Linked DNA regions of Sus scrofa: region 1 is linked to region 2. A link is a contact called in public promoter capture Hi-C data. All regions are on one chromosome and are shown on one strand. Each heading gives the region's core, a stretch centred on a gene start, on an enhancer-like site or on the middle of the called end of the contact. The rest is flanking DNA. Distances are from core to core; before and after follow the strand shown. Region 1 overlaps LOC110256785 (a long non-coding RNA gene). Region 2 holds the start of IFIT2 (interferon induced protein with tetratricopeptide repeats 2).

Region 1 (2,700 bases), core at 75-2,574, 180 kb after region 2:
AGAGATAACTAATATAAGTTTACAATGTCTGCAGATCTCGCATTTACCTCTCTTGCAAACACATCTATCAGAAGTCTTTCTCCCCCAGTTTTTATCATGCTGTTATGTTCTTTTCGATTACTCAAAAGCGGGGGGGAACCATGTTATGAGCAATAGATTAGAAAAGAAATTATTCGTGTTTAATGGGCCAACTTAATAAGCAACTGAATTGCAAACTGAACCACAGTGCGTGTCTCTCCATTTCTATCATCAGACAAACCCAGCACAAACAAATTAACCAGGATTTTTGAGTGTCTAGCCTATGCACAGTACAAGAGTATTTTAAGACAGTTTCTGTCTTCAAGGAATTTACAGTCTAATTGAAGTATAAGTAGCCATGCAAATGAGAGAAGTTGAAGAACAATACAAGATTTCAAAAACACCTTCACCACATTACATTTCAGAAGAGAGTGCGGAGTTCCAATCATGGTGCAGTGGAAACGAATCCGGACTAGGAACCATGAGGTTGAGGGTTCGATCCCTGGCCTTGCTCAGTGGGTTAAGGATCTGGGGTTGCCGTGAGCTATAGTGTAGGTCGCAGATGAGGCTCGGATCTGGTGTTGCTGTGGCACTGGCGTAGGCCAGCAGCAATGGCTCCAATTAGACCCCTAGCGTGGGAACCTGCAGGGTGCAGCCCTGAAGAGAACAAAACAACAAAAAAAATTATATCCAAAAAGAAAGAGTGCAAGATCATTTTGATAAAGGAAGTCAACAGTTGGTAGAATTCAGAGGAAAAGCTAAATGCTTTGGACAGAATTGCCTAGGTGAGGATTGACTTTAGAGGTAGGGCTGGAACTCCTCGGAGCATTTCAGTAAGGAGATAGGAAGGCTCTCATAGGAGGTGAAACTGCAGGTTAATAATATTGGTGGTGGAAAAGTGCAGGGTGTATTTGGCAGTGAGTAAATAAGTCGTTTTGACGAGAACAGGGAAAATCAATAGGACAAAGTGACTGATTAGATATGGAGTGAAAGAGACATGAGAAGCATGTGTGTCTCCAGCCAGGAGGACAGTGATCATTAACAGAGAGAGGAGTTAAGAGGTAGCAGTTGGTGAACTATTCAATATATGATACATGGAGCTTCAGATGGGAGTGAAATACCCAGCAGACTGTTGGAAATTTAGGTCAAGGGCCAAGAGAACAGGTCAGAGTGAGAGATAAGACTTGGAAATCTTCAATGCAAGAGGGCAGAGATGAAACCGGAGCAGAAGGGCAAGGCTTGGACCTTGGGGAATGCCCGAAATGTCTAGTAGGGGAGATAAGATAGAGGCACAGCTGACTGCTAAGTGGGATGCAGCGAGTGCTACATGAGTCACAGAAGGGTGAGAGCCATTCAGAGACAGGAGAGGGGTTACACTAGCAGAGCGGAAACATTCTCCTTCAAGAGAGGAATGAGTGATAATGAGCAGGACCTTCTCACAGCAGGACCAGACGGCTGCTTTAAGTCATTTGAAGCGATGCGTGATTCTGGTGGACAGCTCACCTGCTAACATCAGAAACACAGTGGAGACTGATTAAACTTCATTTGGGAAAAAAGAAAAAAAAATCAGCCAGCTTTGTTTGGGGCTGAATTACCCTTTTTGACTCTCTGTGTTGATCTTCTTAATGGATTAATTAGCAAGTTGCAGCTTCACCTCTACTCATTTTGATAAATTCGGGAAGTGCGAATTGAAGAAAAATTTTGATGAGGATAAAGCCAATCCAAATAAATAAGGCATCAAAGTAAATGAACAGTGGCCAAATCCCTTTTTAATTTCTATGCTAATGTGTACCTTAAGTGTTACACAAATTAGCACATACTGGGTACTACGGTATCTGTTTCTTCCAGCAGAGACACACATTTATACATTCATATTAATTAGTTGTCATGGTTGTAGATGATGCCATGATAACATCATTGAGTTAAGGAAGTCCACATCATCCCAACTGCTGGAAGAACCACTCAGAGGTTCTAGCAATATCAATAATAGCCATTGGTTTAATTTTACTTTAGTAGAGTGTGAAAAATAGAAAAGCACAAAGTGAAAAATCAAAAAAGGCTACCTTGGTTTTCACAAGTTTATAAAAAGGGAGCCCTAAGTCTGCCAGCAAACCGCCTGCCAGATGCTTTAGAGTGTTTCTGACCAATCTGAAGGTCAGTTGAAAGCAGTGGCTCTTGTAACCAGACACATCCACATTAACTTTCTAGTCTATATCTGCTCCAAGTGCTCTGCTCCAGCAACACTACACAGAGGAACCAGTATGTCAACAAGCTGGTTAACATAGGCTCAACACCCTAAAATTTAAGAATCATGAACTATGTATTCTAAGGAGACCCAAGAGCAGTTGGAAAGGGAAAGGCGCCCGGGTAAACAGGACCCAGCCCTCCACTTTTTCCTTTTCTCCCTAAGTAGAACAGTTCTACTTTATGGTTTTATTGTATTGGGCTTCCAGTCCATTCCATTCATCAAGCCAGAAATCTTTCATCCCTTACCTCCCACATCAGTACCTCTTCAGATCTTACTAATTATCTCATCAAAATATACCTCAAAATCTGCCTCACTTTTTTTCCACCTGCACTGCCAACACCCTCATCCAGCCTGCCATATTCTTTTGCCTACTCCTGCCATAGCCCCTTAACCCACCTACTTTTTTCCGCTTTTAGCCTCTGCCAGTCCATTCT
Region 2 (2,700 bases), core at 27-2,526:
TTTCCTATTTCAACACTTCTTGTACACCTAACTTGCATTTCTATAAATACATCAGAGAACTTGTACATAGAACCTGTAAAAATCCATGATAAATAATGCTTTTCCCAACACTGAATAATTTGCCTTAGAAACTCACTTTTACAGAGACTATGTTTAGCCTACACTCTGTGTAATTTCTTGACCTCCAAGACACCTGGTGTGGTTACTTCTTCTCTCTTGCATCTATGCATATCACAATCCCCTTGTGATTAAGGATATAAATAAGGATAAGGCAAATTTCCTCTATCAAACAAACCACTATGGCTGCAGATGGTGGTGTGCAGATGCTAAATCCCAAGGTGACCCACGGGAATTTAAGAAGTTGAGCTCAGGGAAGCCAAGAATGTGTAGAGATGTTAGGAATGTTTGGCTTAGGTTAGCGATCATGAGAGATTGTGGAATGTCAACCAAAGTTCTGAAAGAGGCAAATATCACAAGCAAACCTTCTGGCCCCCTTGTGTTAATGACTTTAGTCACTAATTATTATAAAAACTAACTTTTTAACTATGTTCTGGGCATTATTCTAATGGCATTTCATGTATTAACCCCTTTGATCCTCACAACACCACATACATAGTGGTAGGATTCCCATTTCACAGAATAAACTAAAGCAGGGAGACCTTCAGTAATTTCTAGTGTCACAGCATATAAACGGAGCCTGGTTTCAAATCCAGATTGATTGGCATCAGAGTCCATGGTTCTAATCATGTATGTATTCATTCAACGACTTTTTGAATGCCTATCATGTGCCAAGTATTATTATTGCGGGGACTGGAAATTCAGCAGTAAGTGAAACAGATGAAAACCCCCTGCTGTGTAGAAGTTATATAACTGCTCCTCACAGGTGCCTGCAGGTCACCTTGGTGGTAAGGGTGGACAGAGTAAAGATGGGTTAACATTGCAATAATGAGGCAGAGTGCTTAGTAAAAGTATCCTTCTTCCAGTTGGGCTCCCTTGATGGCAGAGGAAATTCACAAAGAAATTCTAACTCACTGCAGGGGGTGGGGGAGGAGGGTAACCCATGGGCTTGGCTCTTATTCAGCTCTTACTAAGATTCATTTCCTCTTAGAGTACTGCCAATTCACTTTCCAGTTTCAATTTCTCTTTCCTAAAGCCTGTTTAGGCAAAGAAATCAGGTGCTGCTTCCATATATAGGTCTCTTTAATATTTACTTGGGACAGAGGAGGATTTCTGAAGAGCACAGTAGCTGGAACTGCAGCCTTTCAGAACAGCTGAGATGTGCACAGCAATCATGAGGTAAGACTCTCCTCTGATTGTGCTGAAAATGTCTAATCAAGATTGTCGGGGAAAGCAAGACCTAAATAGTCATGTACCTAAAAGGCAAGTTTCTGAATTGTTCTGCTTTAGTGTTTATTTGTAGCCTTACAATGCATCTATCTCTGTAGGTGGTTTATTTGTCTTTTTGTTGGCTTGTTTACTCCTAAGTTATGTCCTGCCTCACACAGTCAAGCTTCCTACCGAGACATCTCTCACCAGGAAGCTGAGCACGGAGGTCGTCAGAGAAGAGTGAGACAGGAAAGCAGAGAGCAGAGAGATGTTTTATCAGGCAGGTGCTTTATTTAAAAATGGGACTGGGGGAATTGCTCCTGTAGACTGTCTCTCCTTTGTTTCTTATTTGAAAGGAGTAAGTGAGGGGCTTTTTAACAACATTATTACTCAATAAAGGATCTCTTTTTAGCAAGTACTGTTAAAAGTGTACTCAGGATAGCAACCTCACCTCATGCTAAGGTGGGTTTTACTTTTAATGTGTTCATTCATCGCAGATTTGCATTAGGGTGATAAAATAACAGAAATATATTTCACCCCAAAATTCTACTCTTATCTTAAATATGAATTGGAGATGGAGGGCTTGGAGAAAATAATCCCCGCCTCTCATATCCCAGAAATAGAAGGTTTCCATGAGGAGGAAGTGTTAGCTCATTGAGTGAGAAGGGAGCTTTCTATTATCTTTTCTCCAGCTAAAGGGTATAGTGGTGAGCCTGGATGCCTAAGCCTCAGTCCTGGGAGCTCCAGAATCCAGGGGTACCAGCCTCACTACTTACTTCCTAGAGGAAGTATGATTATTTTTTCTGCCAGTCTGCACATCTGCCTGATAGGAAAAAAATAATAATAATTTGAGATATTTTCAGATGTCTGTTTCTATGGTAACTTAGAATCTTTAGGAAGCTTGTTCCTGTGTGTTAGAATTTTAGCAAGGCCTTCTCTTAGAATCTTTCCCACAATAATACAGACCCATCCAGTCCTTCTCATTTTCTCTTATTCTTTAGCTATAGGGATTGTCATCAGGTGTTGCCCTTGTGCTCAAAGACAGCGGTTTTCAAGTTTGAACACACATACAATCTACCCGGAGAGCTTGTTAAAGATAGATACTTGGGCTCAAATACCACTCCCCAGACCCCAAGATTCAGATATGGTATTCCTGGCTTGATATCAAAGGACATGCATTTCTACCAGGCTCCCCAGTAGTGCTGGTACTGTTCTAAGACCCTGTGGCAGGAGCATTGGCTCTGAGACTGCTAGAGAGTGTGACTGTGGCTTTCATCCAGATAAGAGGCAAGGGAAGAAATTGTTTTCTGTGTAAACATTTGGAATTTCTAGAGGTATCTAGTGTTGCTGGGATTCAGCCTCTGTCTGCTGGTG

The links. Promoter capture Hi-C pulls out the DNA fragments that hold promoters and counts their contacts.
Region 1: a contact with region 2 is called in a promoter capture Hi-C map of fetal liver, with 2.6 times the contacts expected there. The contact joins the enhancer-like site here to the promoter of IFIT2 in region 2. A contact is called at or near these places in 2 of 5 promoter capture datasets (fetal liver and liver), 5 of 47 Hi-C or Micro-C datasets (alveolar macrophages, embryonic fibroblasts, epiblast stem cells and 2 more) and 1 of 2 datasets of contacts at active chromatin or transcription factors (skeletal muscle).

The regions. Positions count from the first base shown.
Region 1 is chr14:101,374,092-101,376,791 of Sscrofa11.1, forward strand. The region is part of intron 2 of LOC110256785 (a long non-coding RNA gene); the gene reads left to right. Among named protein-coding and RNA genes, the nearest start is that of SLC16A12, 7.1 kb to the left of the region's middle. Within about 2 kb of position 1,325, at least 9 of the 83 cell types and tissues checked have an H3K27ac peak or open chromatin away from gene starts, as enhancers often do. A contact at or near this core is called in fetal liver and liver, where this site is marked.
Region 2 is chr14:101,192,322-101,195,021 of Sscrofa11.1, forward strand. IFIT2 (interferon induced protein with tetratricopeptide repeats 2) reads left to right here and starts at 1,277. Exons shown (of 2, transcript NM_001315658.1): 1 at 1,277-1,296. The coding sequence starts at 1,277. It also overlaps a transcript of LIPA not described here.